Linked DNA regions of Sus scrofa: region 1 is linked to region 2. A link is a contact called in public Hi-C data. All regions are on one chromosome and are shown on one strand. Each heading gives the region's core, a stretch centred on a gene start, on an enhancer-like site or on the middle of the called end of the contact. The rest is flanking DNA. Distances are from core to core; before and after follow the strand shown.

Region 1 (6,324 bases), core at 1,412-3,911, 180 kb after region 2:
TTTTACTTTATTTCATTTATTATCATGAACATGAAACAATTTGGGGATCTCTTTTTCCACCATTCAGTGTTATTTTCAGTAACAGATTCTTTTCTGTTATTTGACAGTATTCTGGAAGCCACCTACTCGTTCATGTTTGATGTGGTCAGAATTCTGTGGTGAACTAAAGACCATCATTACTGTTTGTTTGGTGTTTACATTTTGTTTAGCAGGGATTTCATATTAGTGGCTACTCTGGGAGACGTAGCTCAGATAATTGTGGCAGAAAAACAGCAGAGGGAAGGTTGAATGATGCAGCCCTAGATTGGAATTCTCAATCCTGCCTTCAAGTGAACAAACATAATTTCATTACATTCATCTCTCTCTCCATACTATCTCTTAAGTACAGAGCTTTTGGTTTTCATGGTAGACGCCCCCCCAAATGTTCGCATTTAATCTTTATGGATTTTACTTTTATTGATTTTGCCTGTCCTGAGAATAGTTTCCCTGAAGACTTAGTTATTCTCAGATTCCACTTGTTTGCAGCTCCCATTTGTTTATTTATTGTAAAAAATATTTGATGTAGACAAACGTGCTGTGGCTGTGTCCTGAGATCCTTAAAGAGTTCTCCCATTAGAGAGTTATCTGTTCTGTTTGTGACATGATAGCTCAGCAGGACTCAGTAGGCCATTAGGAAAATAAGCAAATTCTTATCTGGAAGTCATTAACTAGAATCACTCATTCTCTTTTGCACTCTTGCCTGGAAGTTGGTTCTTTTCACATCCTGGAAAAATATTTTGATAGAGAATTAAGTGCTGGTGAAAGGTGAGTATGTGGCAGAGGGACTGGAATGGGGAGGGGACTAAAACTACATTTTGTCTATATGAGCACTGAGGGGCATTAGCAAAGACAAGGTCAGTGACCAGCTGCTGACATTGTCATAGTTCACTGCTTAAGTTTTGACATAGAAATAACAGATTCACAGCCAATCCATTCTACCTCACTGAAGGGGCTTCTAATCCATGTCAGTAATAGACAGCGCTAGAGTACCTGAGCTTTAATCTACAGTTCGCAATGGTGATCCATGGAAATCACCTAAATCTGCAAGTTAAAACTATTAGTCATTACAAACCCAGGGGATATATAAATAAAAAACATTAGCTAAAGATTATATCCCAAGCTCCAATATCAATCTCAAGGAAATATCTTGATCCAGAATCATGAAGAGATTCCCTAAACCAGATTCCCCCACCGATGTCCTTAGTGAGTAAATGAGCAAATCTAAGAGAATCTGCTCAGCAGGAGGTAAAATATTCTTTTCTTTGGAATATCATGTCATTTTTTTGTCACATAAAAGCATTTGTCCATGAGGAAATTAATCTCACTTATAATTAAACTGTGATATAAACATCCATTTCATACCTATACGTCCAAGTGTGTAGTTCTTTTGTTTCACTGTCACGTAGAATAAACATGAACTAAAACAAGGGTGTCTCTCATTTTTAAGTCATCACATCACTCCTGGTATTCGCTGACCAAGTTTAGAAACAGAGTTAACATCATAATATAAATTGTTTAGTGATTCATTGGATTACAAAGGCATCATGTTTTACAACCCATATTATTTAATTTATGTCAAGGAGGACTGATAGCAAGTCTGGGGCCACTTAGTCAACAGGCCCAGTGCTCCGTGGTGTTTTCCTGGAACATTTATGATCTGTGAGCACACTGTTGTGTGAACTTCCACAAGCCCCCACAGAGACTCTGTCCCAGTGCCCAGATTGTGCTGGGCTCCAGGGAGCAGATACAGAGTCAGAGCCAGCAATTTTGCTGGCTGATAGTTCCCCCTACATCTCCAAGATATGAAAAGACAAGTGAAGGGGACAGTTTTAGAGGACCTTTCACTCCCCTTCCTGACAGTGTCCTGGAACATGCATCATCACTGACCTTAACTATCCTCCAAGGGAAAAGGCCAGAGAATGTGGGTTTACAGTAATTTATATTCAGTCTTGTGGATCAGGAAAATCAAGAATAATGTATCCTTCAGATAAAATCAATATGATAGAAATTAAATTACAGAAAACTTAATAAGATTGTGCTTGTTACTTATAAATGCACTCAAAGTATTATTTCTCAAGCTAATGCATATACCATTAAACAGAAAAATCAAAGGGGAAAAATTGTTTTCACAGATCAGAGAAAAGGACTGTGAATCCAAGTTTGAGAGTCCTAAAGTTAAGAACATATCTTCGAGGTGCAAATTAACTATCTAGCTTTATATATGATAAAACAAAGTTTTGGTTTTGTTTTTAAAGAGTAAGATTAAAAGAAAAGCAGAGATGCTGTAGATCTTGCAGATCTCTAAAGCAAGGCTCTAGTCTAAATATCTGTATAAATAATCTGCCAATATACTTGTGAATATAGAACTTATTTAATAAGGTTCTGAAAGAATCCATACATTTTATAAAATTGCTTAATCTAAAGTTGGTAGCGTCATAGAGCTTGTGAGCGAATATGATTTCATTCTGCTGTCCTGATTACTCAAAATATACATAATTCATAACAGTATGTTGATGTAGTAATGATGACATAGTCTAGTATCATTTTGACAGAGACCAGAAGGAACAAATCACTAAATTATCAATGCAGAGGAAATCATCACTGTGCCATAGCCAAATTGTGTTGGGGCAAAATATTTAAGACCTGAGGCCAGATGATGTGTTTTGTGGAAAGATTGATGACTATGTATACTGGGAGAAAAGTCAGCAATTCTTTAGTTCATAACAGTATTAGGAAATTTGTCATCTGATTTCCTGCCTAACTGGCTACTTAACTGCACCCATGGGATGGAAATGAGGTAAGGGTGAAATCCCCCAAACTGTGCTCTTTTAAAGAAACAAATATAGAGACCCTGATTTCAACATAACCATTTCTAAAATACTGAGAGGAATAAGCTGTGGTATATTATATAGAGGTTTTTATTTTCTCCAGCAAGTGCCAGGTTTTAAAGATTCCCCAAGTTAAAAAGAAAATCTAGAATTTAGTTCCAAGAGGTAGTGAAGAGAAAAACAAAAGGTTATTTAGCTACCCTCTCCCTCATAAACCTGTGCAGACTAAAATTTGGTGGTCAAACAAGCCAGAACTGAACAGTATTATGGCCAATGCTAAAGACTGAAGGAAGATCAGTTGGTTAGATCCTGATCAAGCTTCTGTTAAAAATTAACTCTGTGTGGGATAGGTCTGTTCCATCACATGAAGCCAATTCTCTAATTCTTGCCAGCTTTTTTATAAGCACTGAGTGTGGATCACAGAAAAGGACAGGTATTTTTGTATCACTGTAAATCCATCAACATGTTTCTTTAAATATACGTCAATTCTATGTACACAGAAAGTGCACGCTTTATTTGAGAACTGTTTGTTATTAATCATAATAGCTATATTTTACTGAGTGTGCCCTATGGACCAGGTGCTATGCTAAGAGCCTATATATCCATGTCAGTTAACCTTTACACTAACACCGGAAGTAGATATTAAGCCAAAGATGTGAGATACCCAGAATATCTTAGCTAGTAAGGGGGAGACAAAAGATCTGAAATCATCTGTTTCTTATTTTTCATTCTAAACCACTTCATTTTATTGCTATTCCATTGTATTCTGCTTCTAAATAGTCATTCAAGACTAGATGATATAGTCCAAAAGAGTTTATGAATTCATGGGGTAATTTACATTGTAGGTTTTCAATCTAGATGATAATTCAAACATTTGGAATTTCAAATCCAGTATACTTGGCCTGCCTTGGCTGCATTATTTCAAGAAATCCATTCCAGCAAATATGACTTTCCATTTGTTTTGTGCTATTGATAGTCATATGAACAGATTCCACATGAATAAGAACCTGTTGGATAAATTTTTAAATATTATATATAATTATATCTTAAACATACACATCTTGGCCTGTGTTATTAAAAAAGGAATGAAATAGAAAGGGCAAACTCCTTTTTCTGCTTAATCAGCAATAGCCTAAGTATCAGGAGGATTAAGGTTCAGAGTAAGGCTGGAGAGGTAGGAGACACACACACTCACACACACATACCCCCTCACTCACCAAAATGGTAGGAAACATTTTGGAAACCAATGATCCCAATGTATTCTTGGCTCCCACAACTATGTCTAATGTATTAAATTTAAGTTCTGGGCATCACATTTTAGGAGGACAATTGCAAGTATATAATATCAGAGGGAAGTACTGAGGGGATGGGGATCTAAAAGTAATACTAATATTGAAATGCTCAAAAATTCTGGATGAGCAGAGTTCCTGTAGCTGTGGCATAGGCTGGCAGCTGAAGCTCTGAATCCACCCCAAGCCTGGGAACTTCCATGTGCCGGTAGGTGCGGCCCTAAAAAAAAAAAAAAAAAAAAAAAAAAAAAAAAAAAAAAGAGAGAGAGAGAGAGATACTTTCCATTGCTAAGGTATTTTTTGAGGATAAAATCAATTCTAGTCATATAAAACATCTTGCATGATCTTTTTTCATCTTCTGTTAAGTCTTTTCTGGAGGAAATGTTTGTTAGTTCAAATAAGCTATTGTTACTGGTTAAAAAAAAAATATAAAGTCAGAGTGATTTTTGTGGATTTGTTTTCTGTTTGAGCATAGAGTGTCCAACTTCATTAGCAAACCATATTGTTTTAAATTAAATTTCCAAATAAATGCACTTGGGTGTGAATTCAAGGGAAAATATTTTCCAAATCTCAAAAAAAAAAAAAAAAAAGAACATCCAAACCCAAAACATTCTAGTGGTTTTGTAAAACTGAAACATTTTGTGGGTTAATTATTGTCAAGATTTTTGAAATGAATTTTAACCACATAGGCCCAGCAAAATCTAAATGTTCTTTCAGGCACCCTTCCTCTGTATGCCTAAGTTAACACTGACATCTTGTGGTCAGTTTTTACTCTTAAAAAGTGAGTGTGTGTGTGTAAGAAAAGTAAAGAAATACACACACTATATACAAAAATACATCTTTTGTATATGTCTTTTTAGTTTACTGTAAAAGTGTCTAATTTCTCCTTCCACTTCCCAATATCTTAGTGGTGCTTCTCCCCTATGCAAATCTCTAATCATTAAATTAGTTGTTTAAAATATAAAAGCATAAGTGGTGTTGATAGCATGTATTCTTGATAATATTTGATGATAATGGCATTTTACCCCTCTTGTCTTCTCAAGCTCCGTAACCCTAGCCTAACTATGAGGAAAATATCAAACAAACCCAACATGAGAGGCAGTTTCCAAAAACTGACCAGTACTCTTCAAAGATGTCCAGGTCATCAGAGATAAGGAAAATCTGAGAAGCTACCACAGACCAGGGACAGCTAAGGAGACATGACTACTAAATGTGATGTTATAATGTGATATCCTGGGTGGGATCTTGAAATTGAAAGACAGTAAGTATTATGGAAAAAAACTAGAGAAATGCAAATAAAGAGTATAGTTAATAGAAATGCACCAGTGCTGTTTCTTAGTTGTGATGTATGTGCCATAGTCATATAAAATGTTAAAAATTAGGAGAAACTGATTGAGGGGGATGTGGAAGTAGAATTCTCTAGTATCTTTGCAACTGCTCTGTAAATCTAAAACTAATCTAGCATTTTAAAAAAGTTTATTTAAATTAAAAAAAAATACTTTCAGAGTTCCTGATGGCTCAGTGGGTTGAGAATCCAGTGGGTTGAGAACTGTAATGACTGAGATTTGATCCCTGCCCCCTGAAACTTGTGCATGCCATGGGCACAGAAAAAAAAAAAAAAGATTCTGAAAGTTATGAAAGATCATAGGACTTCTTAGATGGGGCATATTAACCTTTCAAAAATAAGAAACAAAAGAGAAACAAAAAAGAAATAAAGATTTTGCAATTTTAAATGTTCCAGATCTTGTGTGATGGATTTATATTGCTATACAAATGCAATTAATAAAAACCTTATTTCTTTACAGAAAGCCTTAGGGCTTAACCCCAGATACCACATCCCTGAATTCCTCTCCTAGGATTTTACCACCACAAACAAGACCATTTCATTAAGGAATTAGAAATACAATAGCAGAGTAACTCCTGCTCCCTTTGATAGTACCCTCTATGTCTCATCCCGCTCCCCCTCCTCCTCCTCTTTTCCTCCCTCTCCTCTCACCAAAACACTTTTGCTAGTTCTGCCTGGAACTCTCTTTCCTCAGGCATCTTCATGGATCACTCCTTGATTCTTTCCAGTTTTCTGCTCAAATGTCCCTCAGCAAACAAGTCTTTCCTGACCAGCTTATAAAAAAGTCAACTTGAAGTCCCCTTGTGGCTCAGCAGGTTAAAGA
Region 2 (6,854 bases), core at 658-3,157:
GCTATAGTTTGCAAAATAATCAAGATCTTGATACACCTAGAGGTCATGCTGCAAGTTAACTAACACTTTAGAGAGAGAATAATACTTTCTTAGTTCAGTAAGTTACTGTGGCTTTTTCACTTTCCCTTTGTAATGTAGACTTCTTAAAACTTTGAGTGAATCAAGTCACAGCAAGAGACCTCATCCTACAAAATCAAAGAATTTGCTGGCAGTGAACATTGAATATAAAAATGTGGCTTTCTAAGTATTCTTTCCACATTCTGAATAGTTTTTGTCAAACTAGAGCAATTTTAAGTAACTAAAAAAAATGGCACAAGATTCCTTTCCTTTGATTTCTGGATCATTTATTTAAACTTCTATCAGGCTTTGGAGCCCCTTCCCCCAAGTTTTTCTGAGGCATCCGTTGAAAATGCCTCATTGGTAGGGTCATGCTTGATGAGAAGGGAAATAAACTCAGATAAAATCTGTCGTCACAGGTGCCTCTGGCCACTCTGAAGATACAGTCATCCCTCGGTATTCAGTGGGGGGACTGGTTCCATGACACCAAAAGCCAGGGGTGCTCAAGTCACTTAGATAAAATGGCAGTTGCTGACCGTGTCTATCTGCGGATTCTGCATCCAGGGATTTATCTAATCTCCCGTGGACCACATGCTAGAATGATTAACCTAGTCTTTCCTCTGTGGGCAGCTCTTCTTTGTGCTTTTTGTCTCTCCAAACTTCCTCCCCTGATCAAAATTGTATTGTCCTGTATTTTCCTGCCTTAGGACATTTCAAGTGACAGTTCTTTTTGTATAATAGATGAATTCTGGATGATGAATTTATATTTATACTCCATTATGTTTACTATGCTGTTGGTAAGTTCTCATTTAAGTGTTTATTTGAAAGAGAACACTCTAAAGAGGTCCTTCCATTTCTGGTCCAACCCATCTTCTTTTTACTGTCTGGGGAGGGGAATGCTATAAATTATCATGGGAGAAAGAGAAGAACTCAAGCAACCTAAGAGGTTATGGAAGGTGAAGTAGGGATAGTGTAAGTCATCAGAGAGACTCTTTTTTTTTTTTTTTTTTTTTTTTAAAGCAATATCTCCAGTGTTGTTGTGAGCTGTGGTGTAGGTCACAGATGTGGCTCGGATCCTGTGTTGTTGTGGCTCTGGCGTAGGCCGGTGGCTACAGCTCCAATTAGACCCCTAGCCTGGGAACCTCCGTATGCCGCAGGTAAGGCCCTAAAAAAGACAGAAAGACAAAAAAATAAAATAAATAAATAAAGGAATATCTGTTAACTCCTTGCTAGAGTTTAAGACCATCACGTTTGAGACTAACTCCTCTCCTTTGACTCTGTGCTTCCATTTCTGCTTAGATGTTTTCAGGAACCTAAAGGTTCAGAAACAGTCATTCTTTTTTCAGAGAGCACTAAGTTTAATAGTCCATAGAACAAAATTGTAGCATCCCCAAAATGCATCTGCCCATTCTTTTTAAGCTACAGTGCCTACTTCTGTCTTCCAAGTCAGTGTAGAGCAATTCCTACAACTTTTGCACAACTTTAAGATCCCTCAGACATGATTGCTAGAGGTTGTAAGTACGTTTGATATTTTTATCCTGGAAAGTTTTCCTTTGTTCTGAAAAGCTATAGTCTGAAATATTGTACTGTATTGCAAAGAGGTTAAATTTTCTGTCAATGTCATATGAGTGTTAGAAGCTAACTTCAGAAGTTTCTGGTTAGAAATATTGGTTCTTTGACTCAATATGTGGAAGTCTTCACTTATATACACCTGCTTGGATAGATTGTGGGAAGACCACAGACAAGTGATTAAACTCGAGATGTTTCAGGCAAAGCATGCTATTTCTTCTTACTGTAAAAAATAAGGAACATTTCTGAGTCATTGCAGTCTTGGAATGTAATGCCAAACAAATGAGAACCAGACCACAAACAGTGGGGCCAAGTACATCATTACTGAGTGAGTAATGTGAACAACTTACATAAACTGTGGCTAAAACTGAGTTTTTAGCAGATGACCATAACCTTTTGATTGCATCAAGAACAGTTAAAAGCTCTTTAATCTGCATGTTGTCCTTCAGGAAAGAAAAACTCATCAATCCTATTCATAATCTCTAAGACCTGCAATTTTTCATTAAGATTTAACCCCACCTTTCTCTGATTCTTCTCATAGATAGCAGCAGAGATGACTAAAAAGAATCAGCTGGGGCCCAAATATGTTGCTTCTATTGACCAGAGCAGGGGAAAAATGCTACAGGTTAATTTTTTTTTTTTTTTTTTTTTTTTTTTGTCTTTTTAGGGCTGCACCCTTAGCACATGGAGGTTCCCAGACTAGGGGTTAAATCAGAGCTACAGCTGCCAGCCATAGCCACACCAGCTCATAGCAAGCCGGATCCTTAACCCACTGAGCGAGGCTAGGGATCAAACCCACAACCTCATGGTTCCTAGTCGGATTTGTTTCTGCTGCGCCACGATGGAAACTCCATTCTTCCTTTCTTTAAAGTGTTGTATAATGGCCTTTCAAAAGTTTAGCTAATGTAATAGCTTATGTATTTCTTTCGAGTATTTGTGTTATATACACTATACAGAGTTTCTAATCCTTTAGAAAATAGCTTTTCTTTTCTATCAGGGCAATTTCCTTCTAATGATTATGAATGACATCTGCCCATAGTTCCATTTTGTTGGAAGTCTATTTTCTTTAACAAATGAAAGGCAATGCCACTTTTCACCAAGGATTCTCTTTAAAATGGAAGTAAAGAAGCAAAGAACATTATTAACTCCTTCTGGGAAGGAGATTAAAATCTGGTTTTACTCCCTAAATAAAATATTAGTGTGGACAACACCAATTTTTAGATGTATGTTCAAAACACCTAGTTCAGGCATCCCTGATAACTATCTCATAGCTCAATCAGTTTTGATATTTTTGGATACTTTCTCTCTGTTCGCATTTCAGTGATAGTTTAACTGGTTCCTGTGTACTTAGGAAGAAACTAAGAAAACGAAAAAAAAAAGAAGCAAAAGAGGTTAAGAGCTTTCCTGAAAGGAATTGGTATTCTCTAAGCTTAAATCTTGATCCAAATCCTCTCTCTTTTTTATTCCACCTTTTGTTCTGTAGTTACAGGATCTCAGCCCCTACCCCAGACCAACTGAATCAAAAGCTTAATTTTAATATAAGCCCTAGGTAGATCAAAAGATGTTCTACAATTCACTGACTGTCTAAAGTTGTGATTAACACTAAATATTCTCACCTGGAAACTCCTGTTGCCCTATTCCATCCACCCACTTCCTCTCCTCCCTCGCCCACTCAAACCTTCTCAGTTTTAATTTCCTGCTATTCTCAACTCTTGGGAAAAACTCTATGTAGTTTAAATATCCACGCATAGAATCCCTTTAGTATTCTTCCTTTTCAACATTTTGACCTTATCTCTCCCAATCATCTTTTCCTCCTCCTGTCTCAGTATTTGGTCCCATAGTCTTAAATCCTGAAACCTTCCATTAATGAAAATTGCTAATTCACCATAATCTTAATGTTGATCCTCCTGCTCACAGGTTATCATCCATTACCTTTCAATTTCACTCCCTCTGGTACTCAAACTTTAATGAACTTCCAATCCCCCTGGGATGTACAATGTATTTGACTTTCCCACTTTTTCTTTTTTCTTACTCTCACCACATCTTGGTGTCCCTTCTTTCCCGTCCTACATCCCATAGCCCATCTATAATCACTCCTTTGAAACTATCTCCAATATCCTTGCTTTCTTTTTTTTTCTTTCTTTCTTTTTTTTTTCATTCATTCTTTCTTTTTTTTTTCTTTCTTTCTTCTTTCTTTCTTTCTTTTTTTCTTTCTTTCTTTTTTTTTTTTTTTTTTTTTTAGGGCCGCACCTGAGGCATTCGGAAGTTCCCCAGGCTAGGGGTTGAATCGAGCTACAGCTGCTGGCCTACACCACAGTCACAGCAATGCCAGATCTGAGATGCATCTGTGACCTATACCACAGCTCATGGCAATGCTGGATTCTTAACCCACTGAGCAAGGCCATGAATTGAACCGCATCCACATGAGTCCTAGTTGGGTTTGTTAACTGCTGAGCCATGAAGGGAACTCCTTCCTTGCTTTCTTTATACTCATCTTCCAAAAGCTCATCACTGGCTAAATTAAACTCTTCCTTTACTCTTTTTAAGATTTGGCCCAGGAGTTCCCGTCATGCGCAGTTGTTAATGAATCCGACTAGGAACCATGAGGTTGCGGGTTCGATCCCTGCCCTTGCTCAGTGGGTTAAGGATCTGGCGTTGCCGTGAGCTGTGGTGTAGGTTGCAGACGCGGCTCAGATCCTGTGTTGCTGTGGCTCTGGTGTAGGCCGGCAGCTACAGCTCTGATTCGACTCCTAGCCTGGGAACCTCCATACGCCGCTGGAGTGGCCCAAGAAATGGCAAAAAGACCAAAAAAAAAAGACTCGGCCCAACTCAACTGGCTGAAGAAAAACATGAAATCATGCTAATGGCCCTACCTTAAATTAAAGATCATTAATTTCAAGTAGGGCCTTAGGACTGCCTGACAGTTCAGTATTTTTCTCTCCTTTTAGATGAGTGCTCTTCTCTCTTCTCTACTCAAATCTCATCCTCTCTCCAGCACATCTTCTCTTCCAGTGATCACGTCTTCCCTCTCCTCACTCTCAGTTGATGACCTTTCTATTTCAGAGTACAGAAGTAATGAGGTCTCTCCTCCATGCACACACATCTATTTATCTTCATATGGGTGTCTTTTGCTTATTAGGAAAAACAAACCGTACTTACATACTCCTAGTAAGTCCAGCCTCTTTATTTGGGCACTACATGGCTTTTTTATTGCAAAGACATAGCTTTGGAAATGCTCCTCTTTCTCACATGATCAATTTTTCTCTCCATATTGGATTCATCATAAAACAATATAGTGTAATTTCTCCCATCTCACTCTTGTGGCTCATATCTTGAAATCTACTGTCCTATTTTTCTCTTTCCTTGTGCAGGAAAACACCTTGAAGGAGTTTTCTCTCTATTTGTCTCTAATTTCTTTCCTTCTCTTAATTAAATCCACTCCAATAAGGCTTTGCCTTTAGCTCTCCACTAAAACTTTTTTTTCCTCTCAAAGTTATCAGTTATCTTGGTGTTTCTGACTGCAACCAACAGTCAGTTATTCCCATTGTGCTTGATCTTTCAGTTGCATTTGACACAGTGACAATTTGAGCTCTTTCTTAAAACAATTTCTTTAGTTGGTTTTCTGGATATAACACACTCCCGGTTTTTTTTACTTAATTGGCTGTTCTTTCTCAATGGGCTTTACTGGTGTCTCATCGTTTCCCTGAATTCTAAATTTTGGTGTGCCCCAGGGCTTCAGTCCTTCATCCATACTTTATCTGTGCTGTCTATCCTGGTGATATCATTCATTCCTAATTTTCTATCTCCAGCCTTGGACCCTTTCCTGTTCTCTAAATTCGCATGCAATTGCCTACTTAATATCTCCCTCTAGATGCTGAATAGGCATTTCGTACATTAACACACCCCAAACTGAATTCTCAATCTTCATCTCCAAGCCTACTTCCACCTACAGTCTTCCACATCTCACTAGATGGCAATTGCACTTAGCCAGTTTCTCAAGCCAAAGACTAAGTCATCCTTGGCTTCTCCATTAGCAAATCCTGTCAGCCCTACTATCAAAATATGTCTTAAGTCTGACCACTTTTTCACCATTACTTCCCACATCCAAGCTTCTACCATTGCTCACTTATACTCCTGCAGATGCCTCCTGATTGGTTTTCTAGTTCAGCTCTTGTCAATCCACCCTCCAGTCTCTTCCTCATGTAGCAGCCACAGTGGTTCCTTAAAATCATGTCAGACACTATCCCCCCACCTCCAGTTCAGAACCCTCCAATGTGTCTACTATACTCAGAGAAAAACCAGCCTCATTTCAATGGCTCTAATGAGCTACATCTTGCCATTCTTCATTTCTACAGCTCCTTTTCTTCTTCATTCTAGCCTAATGATGAATGCCCCTGCCCCAGGACCTTTGTACTTGCTATTTCTTCCACCTGAGATATTTTTCTCTCAAGTTCCTCCAACTTTTTAGAAGCCTCTATTTCTCTACTCTGCCTAATTCCTTGCCCTTGTATTTATCACACTGACATATATATATATATATATATATATGTCAACATCCTTATCAGTATCTATCAATATTTTGTTTAAGATTTCTCTGCATTGACAGAATTCATTCTCTACAAGAGCAATGATCTGAGATAATTTTGTTACTGCTATATCCTCAGTGCTTTGTTCAATATTAGATACATATTTGTGCTCAATATGTATTTTCCACCTGACTGAGTGAATACATGAATAGTCTGTTAGTCCAGTTATGAGGTGCTAGAATTGCTTGTGGCCCAGACTTTCTGAGTTATCCCAAGTTTTCCACCTAATCATAGACTTACCTATATTTTAAAACTTTGTAAATTATCTAATTCAGTACCTTCTCCAATGATGGAATTTAAAGGTCTGTTTTCTTTGCACTCTGAGCACAGCTGTTTAATGGCTACCCACTGGTGGCTGTCCTCCTCTGTATACACTCTGCCTTGATGAACCACAGGGAGCCTTGTTTTTATCCAAACTCCAATGCCAATTACATTGTTGTGGGAAAAGTCTCTGTTATGAATACCTTTATGGATGTTTACAAGAACCTAGTAAGGACTGTGTACCCTGTGGGTGCTTAATAAATAGTTGGGTAGTGACTGGCTATAGTAATTGTATCCACCTGAAATTAATTATTTTTATCTTGATCATTGTTTCTCCAGGTCGACAATAAGGCAAGCCTGTTGCAATTTGTTTTTGGTTGT

Evidence for each region. Hi-C and Micro-C count contacts between places; a contact is called where the count stands out from the background.
Region 1: a contact with region 2 is called in a Hi-C map of adipose tissue, with 4 times the contacts expected there. The contact joins two enhancer-like sites. A contact is called at or near these places in 1 of 5 promoter capture datasets (liver), 24 of 47 Hi-C or Micro-C datasets (adipocytes, adipose tissue, alveolar macrophages and 14 more) and 1 of 2 datasets of contacts at active chromatin or transcription factors (skeletal muscle).

The regions. Positions count from the first base shown.
Region 1 is chr16:29,081,305-29,087,628 of Sscrofa11.1, forward strand. The region is part of intron 1 of LOC102160325 (a long non-coding RNA gene); the gene reads right to left. Among named protein-coding and RNA genes, the nearest start is that of MRPS30, 27 kb to the right of the region's middle. Within about 2 kb of position 2,662, at least 4 of the 83 cell types and tissues checked have an H3K27ac peak or open chromatin away from gene starts, as enhancers often do. A contact at or near this core is called in adipose tissue, where this site is marked.
Region 2 is chr16:28,897,529-28,904,382 of Sscrofa11.1, forward strand. The region is part of intron 4 of LOC102161640 (a long non-coding RNA gene); the gene reads left to right. Among named protein-coding and RNA genes, the nearest start is that of FGF10, 120 kb to the left of the region's middle. Within about 2 kb of position 1,908, at least 5 of the 83 cell types and tissues checked have an H3K27ac peak or open chromatin away from gene starts, as enhancers often do. A contact at or near this core is called in adipose tissue, where this site is marked.